Linked DNA regions of Sus scrofa: region 2 is linked to region 1. Evidence: chromatin contacts called from public Hi-C data. All regions are on one chromosome and are shown on one strand. The core of a region is the stretch at or near the end of the contact, and the rest is flanking DNA. Distances in the headings are between cores, read along the strand shown.

Region 1 (4,256 bases), core at 721-3,220:
TTCTGAACACTCTTGAAAGATAGTATGCTTCTCTTTTTATTAAAATATTTTTAATGAAATTATTACATCTGAGGCCCCGCACTTGGCACTTTATTTACATTGATTTACTTAATTCCCACAGCAACCTTGCTACTGTTTGGCAGATGGGAAAAATTACAGCTGAGAGAGCGGAACTGGCTTGCCTAGGAACATGTAGCTAAAAGGTGGCAGAGCCAAGATTCCAAAAGTTCCTGATTCCTGCTGTGCCTAACTCTAAAACACTGTGTTCTTTCTGCTACATCGGTCTATATGGTGGGGAAACTCACAGTCTAGGAGGGAAAAAGGCAGGTCATTATTTCTGCAGAATGACTCCATGGTATTTACTATGGAAGCAATTGCTATAGATGCTATCATTATGATCAAGGAAGTCTTTATGGGAGTTCCCATCTTGGCGCAGTGGAAATGAATCCGACTAGGAACCATGAGGTTGCAGGTTCGATCCCTGGCCTTGCTCAGTGGGTTAAGGATCCGGCATTGCTGTGAGCTGTGGTGTAGGTCGCAGACGGGGCTCAGATCTGGCATTGCTGTGGCTCTAGCATAGGCCAGCAGCAACAACTCCGATTAGACCCCTAGCCTGGGAACCTCCATATGCCACTGGTGCAGCCCTAAAAAGACAGAAGACAAAAAAAAAAAAAAAAAAAAAAAAAAAAGGAAGTCTTTATGGAAGAAGCAGCATTTGAACTGGGTTTTCACTTCAAAAACACGTCCTAATTCTCTGCCCCGTGCTGGGAATCCAGAGGTGAATCAGAGAAGATTCTCCTGCTTGAGGAATTCATTCTGTTTGTGGAAGGGGTACGTGTGGCTACATGTGTCTTACACACTTATTAAAAGACGATGGATAGAATAATCAGGAATGTGGTAGAGGTAAGTTTCCTAATTCAGGGTCCCAGAGGGAATCACAGATGTTCAAGAAAGGATCCCAGCAGGTCCCACTGTGGCACAGAGAATTAAGGATCCAGTGTTGCTCAGGTAGCTGCTACGGCGTGGGTTCCACCCCGCGTTCCCTCCACCCCCACCCCTCTGGGTTAAGGATCCTGCTTGCCACACAGCTGTGGTAGGTTGTAGGTAGCAGCTGCGGAGAGAATTCCATCCCCGGCCTGGGAACGTTCTTTTGCCAAAGGGCGTGGCCCCCAAAATAAAAGGATCCTAGGCCCAGATGAGATCTGATGGGCAAGTAAGCCTCATTAATCAGGAGGAGAAAAGTAGAGAAGGCTTTTCAGGGACAGCATAAACAACCCACTCACAGAAATGAAATAGCATCCTGAGTGCCTGGCTCAGCGTACCAGTTAGTGCAGGGGCAGGAAGGGCGGGACTTGTGGGATGGAATTGGTCGTGGGTGGAGCTGGTGGAACTGCCCGACAAGTTTCTGGTCTCAGTACATCCTGCGTGGTGGTTTTCTGCAGAAGCGTAAAATATTCTTTTCAAGCCCCGCACGTCGACAGGAGCCCCTCAGGAAAAGCCTGCTCCGGGGTTTGCAACTACAGACTCAGCTGGTGCCAAGGAAGTCCCCGCTCTCCAGGAGAGGCCAGTTACCATGGCAACTAGGTTAGGGCGGAAGCGGCTCCCAAAACTGACTCTCACTAATCAGGTGACTCTCCTGCCTCCTACACGTGACACCAGAGCCCGAGCGCACAGTCTACCTAATCAGACTCCGCCCCTCATTTCCTTTACAGACAACTGACAGCGACCTCGAGCAATGGTCTCCGCGGCTCCTCCCAGAGGCCCCGCCCCTTGGTAGTGAAAGACCCAATTAGACTGGAAAGAAAAGAAGCAACGCCCCAGGTTTCACCCCGGCTTGACAGGCGCAATTTAGGCCGTCCCTGGGTCCCTCCGCCCCTGGTTCATTCCTACCCGCGATGGACAGACCGTCTGCCCAATAGCACGTCCCTCGTCTGTCCTTGGTTCCCGCCCCCGTGAGAGCCGAACCAATGGGCAAGCCAGGTCTCAGCGGGTGGTGGGGGGTTGCACTGCGGTAATATGGCTCTTCCTTAGCGAGCGGCGGCGGCAGGCGGAGGTGGGGTAGAGAGGTCCTGCCTCTCGGGTGGTTGGTTTCTGGGCTGTAGGGGCTCGGCAGGTCGTGACTGGGCGGTGGTGGCGGATGCCGGAGGAGCGCGGGCCCCGCCGCTTGGCGGCCCCCGGGTTGAGATGAGCACCTCGGCGTCGGTCGGGGGCCCGATCCCCCAGCCGCCCCCGGGCCAGGCCGCCGCGCTGCCTCCCGGTTCCACCGCGCGGGCCCTGCATGTGGAGCTGCCGTCTCAGCAGGTAACCCCGCGGGCTCGCGGCGCTGGGAGGGGCTGGGAGGAGGCTCGTGAGGGGACCCCGTAGCCGGCGGGCTGATTCCGTGCCAGCCGGGAGACCCTGAGAAGTGGCCGGGGAGAACTTGGAGGGCCGGGGAGGGCTGTCCAGAGGTCTTGGGAGGAGAAAGAAGGATCCAGGGATGGCCGAACCTCTGGGGGATTCCCGGGTCCCAGGAGACCTCCCTTTGCAGGAGATGGGCTGGGAAGGGGCGGGAAGGGATCCAGTGAAACTCCCTAGGGGGCCCGGCGGGTGTCCGCCACTCCCTGCGTAAGGAGCTGGGGATTCCCTGGCGCAGACCCTCCCCTTTATCCGCTTGGGGAGGGACCCGGGGAAGCCCTGGTGTCCCAGGAGAGACGGGGAACCTCTTTTCTTTCCTCAACCCACTTACTTGATGACAAACTAATTGGTACTCTGTAGTTGCGGAGAAGTGAGGAGTCTTTAGGGTTTCGAGCATTTACTTTTAATCTCTCCTTATTATGAAGTACTCCACTGAGCTTCTCAAGAAAATTCTTTTGAGGCTTTGGGTTTCCTTCCTCGTCCTCCGACTTCCACGGAGAGCATTTTAGCCGTTTAGGGGGGCGCTTTGCTATTGCATTCGGTCAAAAGAGTATCTGTGGAAGGACGATTTGATGTACATATTCATGTGCATATTCTTTAGCCAGGCTTACAGGGAGGGCTTCTTTGAGCCACGCTTGGATCCACATTGTAGGCGGATAAGAAAGCGAGGACACCGAGTTTGGGGACCTGACAGAATTCTTTGTGTCACCCACGTCTGTGGAGTGCCTCTTCCTTCCTTCTCTCCCTTGCTTCTTTCTATCTCCCAAGAGGAGACTTCGCAGGAACCTTAGCATTAAAGAGACTTAGAATGCCTTTCATCATCCCCTTTCCATGAAGTGGACCTCAGGAAAACGATCAGTTATTGAGTGTGAACCATGTTAGATTAATGCCAGGTGCTCAACTGGCTGCTGGTTAATTTAATCTCCCACGTCTGGGAAGTAGCGATTTTTATTAGCCCCATTTTGTAGGTCAGGAGACTGAGGCTTAAATACGGCCAAGCCCTGCAGTTACTAAGTGGCTGGGCTGGGTTTCAGAATCCAGCTGGTGACCGATTACAGCCCCAGCACGTGGTTGTCGTGCTGCAGACTTGAGCAACCTTTTCTCCGCTATCTTCACACAAGACAGAGCACTTTCCTTCCTACCCTTCCTCCAGCTTCCCATCCCTGTCTTAGTATTTAGGAAAGAGCCAGACTTCCGGAAGAGTGCGGAGGTTGGGGGCAGAGGGTCGGTGGGAAACGGGATGGATTGAATACGGGAAAGTGTGGAGACGTGGGGGCTGCTAAAGGAAGAGGAGAGTTGGACATCAGCGCGACAGTGGTGGCCATTGAGCTGAGTTGTTTGCAGAAGCAAGGGCTTTTTGTGCGGTAACAGAGGATTGAAAAGACTGGCATAGCGCGGGCCCGGGTTTTGTGGCCCTCTTGGGAAGGGAGTTTGTGGAGAATCTTAGGAGCTTCAGGGTGGTGACGTTTGGATTGTATTTACGAGGTGCTGGGGGAGAGTGAAAGCCTGGTGGGGGAGACTAGCCTCAGGAATGAGCATTCATGCGAATTTGCAAGTGTGTGTAGGTGGATGACTGGGATAGGCAGTGGTGGCCACTGTTACAGGCATCCTGGAGACCTCCTGAGTCCAGAGCCAAGAGGGATTTAGTTTGGGAGCGCTTTGGGGAAATGTGGAATTAGGAAAGAGAAAGCATCATTTGTTTCCTAGAGCCTGTTCTCTGATAACAGTTCCCAATTTAACATTGGGGGAAATAATCCAAACAAACTGTCCACGGACCAAATCCAACTGCATTTGTAAGCGTTTGTCCAGTGTTTGGATTCGTGCCCAGGGATATATAGTGGCCTGAGTGTAGGGCTGAACGC
Region 2 (4,256 bases), core at 596-3,095, 540 kb after region 1:
CAAAAGACAAATATGGTTACAAGGAAAGGGAGGCTGTGTGGTAGATTAGAGGCAGCAGTTGATGCCAGAGCATGTTCACTTGAGGGTCTGTTAGAAATACAGGACCTTAGGCCCTACTCAATCAAAAGGTGTCCCTTGTTTTATTTTTTTTGGCCACACTCGTGGTCCGCAGAACTTCCTGGGTCGAATCTGTGCCACAGCAGTGACAATGCCAGATCCTCAACCCACTGAACTCCCCGAGATGTGTACTTTCACAAAACACGCAGCTGGTTCTTTGAAGTTTTGAGAACCACAAATCTAGAGCAGACTCTAGAGCCAAACTGCTTTGGTTTAAATCCCAGGTTTACAACTTACTTATAATGGGTAGCTTCGGGCAAGCTTTTTAACCTCCTTTCTATACCTCAGTTTCCTCATTTGTAATTAGAGAACCTAGTTTCTCCCTCATAAAGTTGTTTTAAGGATGGAATGAATTAATACTTGAAATGCTTAAAAGAGTACTTGGCATTTAGCAAGCCCAAGAATAAGCTATAATACTTCTTGGCTCACACACTACTTATTATGGTCAGGGTCAGTTTTATCTTTGGAAAGCAGCCTGTCTTTCCATTTCTACTCCACTACCTGTCACCCTGACATTCGTCTTAGAGGAAGACACTTGAAGTCAGAAGACCGGGGATTATAAAGCCCAATTCTCTTCAATTCCCAGCTTTGTGAAATTTGGTGAATTCTTGACTATCTGTGTTTTTCGCATTCATAGTAGGGGGTACTCTGAATTATACCTGCCTCACTAAGATACTATGAGCCTCACCTCAAACAACGTATGTTAAACTATATTAAAGTTTCATTCACCATCTTTCCAAAAGTTCTTAACAATAACCACTTTCCTGGGCCTCAGAAAAGATTTTTAGCTAATGAGCAAATAGCACACAAATGCTGTTATTTATTTTCTCTTCGTAATTTACATCTCCATTCAAGTACAGCCTCACGTTTGTACAGTGGTCCAAAATTGAAAAACAATTTTCTCCTACGCTGTACCTCACAACATCCCCATAGGATAATATTAACCCAATATTTTACAAGAAAACACTCCTTCCCACTTGAACATTTTTTTAGAAAAATCAGATTCGATGTTATGTACAAAATTACAAGGGCGGGCAGTCACAACACTCGAATGGACCTTCAACAATAGCAGGCACTGGCTTCGATCTTTGGCAGCCATTAACTATATACTGGACCCTTTTTTTTCATCTGTAAAATAGGAGCGACAATACCCTCTTCACACACTTGTTCTGTAGTTAAATAAGAACAAAGGCTGAAGAGTGAACCTACCACGCCGCAGAGCCTCAAACAAATGCCTTTGCCTTCTTGCCTCTGACAGATAGAGCACTAGCATTCCCACTGGACACGGGTTGAAACCCGAAGTCGAGAACGCTCGAATTGTCCTTCTCCACTTGCAATTCCGCGCCCCCTCCAGATCGGGTCCGCGCCACTAGGTTGTCCACGGTGACACGTCTCGTAGCGTGGATTCTCTCTCCTCCAGCTGCGGCTGGCGGGCCTGGAAGCCGCTTAGAATTGCTCCCAAGCCGCTGAGGAATCCGATCCTAACCCTATACGGCCATACCGGCACGAAGCTGCTTTCCCACTGCCCCTAACACCCCCCCACCAGGGTAAAGGTCGCGGGAAAACCTCAGCTCCATCCGCCGACGCCATCTTGACCGGTACGTGTGACGCCACACGTAGCGGAGAGCGCAGCCCATTGGCTCAGAGATCGCAGCGGAGGAGAGGCGCGAGAAGCGGCGAGGAGGGGTTGGAGAAGACGCCAGGGAAACTACAATCCCAGCCTTCCTTGCGCGTGCGACTGCACTCTGAGAGCGAAAGAGGAGGGCGTTTGGCCTCGGACCACAACTCCCAGCACTCCCTGCGAGGTCTCTCCTTTCCTTTCAAAACCTGGAGGAAAAGAGGGACGCGGAGAATGGAGGCCTTCTGGTGTCCGTTCTCCGAAAGGCGGGAAAGGCAAACTACACCTCCCGACTGGCAGCGCGCCGCTGCGCCTGCGCCCTGATACCTGTCGCCATCTTGCCCCTTCTGAGGCACCGCAAACAAACCCAATTCCTGGTGTCCCCTAGTTTTGGCGGAGGAGCCTTTTAGATGAGCCCAGAAAGGCCGGGCAGGTGAGTGACTCTCAGACAGGGCGCTGGGAAGAGCTGGCAGGGTAGCCAGTCTGGAGGAGCGCCGGACCAAGCAGTCGGAGCCCGGCTTGGGGTGGCCAGTCCCATCCTCCGTTGTCTCCTAACGGGATCGTGGGGCTCCCCGAGGTGGGCTGAGGGGGGCTCTGGCACGCCTGGTGCTGGGATTGCGGGGGTCCAGCTCTGGGAGCCTCCCGGTAAGTCTCGGTCGTCTGCCTGGCTGTCCGAGCGTCCACTGTTTCTTTCCGTTGTCCTCTGTGCTGAGGAGGGAGCGAGGCGCTGATGCCTCCCGGGGCCCCTGCCTCCGGCTACTGGTCCTGCGAGGACTTGGGTCGCAAGCTTGACATTGAAGTGGGTACTGAGTGGCATCGGTGAGGAGGGTGGGCGGGCTGCTCTTGTTGTGGTGCTGCGGGAGTGAGTGCGTGTTTGGGGAGGGGGCGGGGCGGGCTTGCCTCCTTGACACTTGAGTAAGGGGAAGGATTAGATAGGATTCGGGTTCCCGGAGCCCGCTCCGGGAACCTCTGCCCAGGTCTCCAGTGCGGTCCGGCCCCGCGGTGGGGTCCGCCGGCGGGGACGCGTCGGGATGCCGTGACGTGGTGCTTGATTCCGGCGGTCGCCGGCCGCCTCCAAGATCCTGTCGGGAGGCGGGGACTGGCTTGTGGAGGGAGCGGATTCCTTTGGCTCTGCCCCTTCTTCCTCCTCCCCACCCCTTTTCTTTATGTCATTCTGCCGACTGGGGCGCGCAGTCCTGTTCTCCTTGCCCTGGGTTGGTTCTCAGCTCAGAGGACTATGGGAAGTAGGGGGAGGGGGTTCAACTCCAGGCATGGAGTTGGAGTTGCAGCCCCAGCGCCAGGAACGGGATGTAGCAGTTATTTCGGGTCGGTGCTTGACTCCTAGAATAGGTAGTGAGCTCGCTCAGGCATGCATGCATGCATGCATTCATTCATTCAGGTTACTCGCTGTTCTCAATCATTCATTTATTTGTTTAACAAATATTTATCGCGGATCTACCGTATGCTAAGCAGGTATTATGCAAGCGCCCAGCGCTGTTGTCTTTTTCTCTACACCAAGGAATTCCCAGTGCCAAGTTCCTGACATCTAAATGTTTGGTAAATGGTTTTTTTTCTTTTTTCTTTCTTTCTTTCTTTTTTTTTTTTTTTTAAGCTTGCGGGGTGTAAATTCATCTTTCATTGTTAGGATTTGAGAAAATACTTTATTAAGTTCCAATAACCCGCTTAACATCCTAGGAACTTGACATATTTTTTTATCATGTAATTCAGTGAGAATGCCTGCAGAAGTGACTTGCCCAAGATTACAAAAGTAGTGGCACCTATTTATTAAATAATGAGCTAGACACTAGGATAAGACCTTCACATACACTGGTCTTTAATATTCATAATAAACTAAGTGGTAAAACCTCAGTTTTGCAGATGTGAAAACTTAATCATCAGATAGGCCAATTTACCCAGGACCACACAGCTGGTAAACTGAAAACTTGAACTAGAACCTAGAGTGATAGGCTGGAATAGTGAGCTCCCAGGTGGTTAAATTCTTCATTTGTCAGAAGTTGGAAAGGGCGGTGGTGAAATAGGATTGTGAGCTATTCTTACTGGTTTTGCTTCTTAGTGTGTAGATCTCCAGGTTGAGTGGCCTTTTGCATATACTTTCATAATTCGAATTTTTGGTTTTGTTTTGCTAGGGAAGACAAGCTCTTTGGGGCTACCAAAAAGAAGCAACAATGCCTGTTGTGTGGCCAACACTTTTGGATCTCAGCAGGGATGAATGCAAAAGGATTCTTCGAAAATTGGGTATGATTTTCATTTTCGCTGTTTTCTGCCATCCTGTGGTCCTTTTCCCTATCAGTCTGGGTCATGGCTGCCTGTGTGGATGTCATGTTTCATGCTGTGTTAGAAATGCTTTGGAGGTATAGTTCTTGTCTTACTTCATTGTTACTTCCCCATTGCCCAGCATAGTGCCTTGTATACAGTAGATGCATGAATCCTCATCATCATCGTAATAGCAGTTGAGTGTCCTTGAGGCTGCTGGGCCGTCCTGAGTCCTTTGCCTTCAGCA

Evidence for each region. A called contact is a pair of places that touch in the nucleus more often than the background predicts.
Region 2: a contact with region 1 is called in a Hi-C map of skeletal muscle, with 7 times the contacts expected there. The contact joins the promoter of EMSY here to the promoter of UVRAG in region 1. A contact is called at or near these places in 2 of 5 promoter capture datasets (fetal liver and liver) and 1 of 47 Hi-C or Micro-C datasets (skeletal muscle).

Annotation. Positions count from the first base shown.
Region 1 is chr9:10,086,809-10,091,064 of Sscrofa11.1, forward strand. UVRAG (UV radiation resistance-associated gene protein) reads left to right here and starts at 1,971. Exons shown (of 16, transcript XM_021062526.1): 1 at 1,971-2,301. The coding sequence starts at 2,279.
Region 2 is chr9:10,626,208-10,630,463 of Sscrofa11.1, forward strand. It overlaps EMSY (BRCA2-interacting transcriptional repressor EMSY), which reads left to right and starts at 1,846. Exons shown (of 20, transcript XM_021062538.1): 1 at 1,846-2,168; 2 at 3,883-3,991. The coding sequence starts at 3,922. LOC102163793 (a long non-coding RNA gene) reads right to left here and starts at 1,762. Exons shown (of 3, transcript XR_001298634.2): 1 at 1,327-1,762.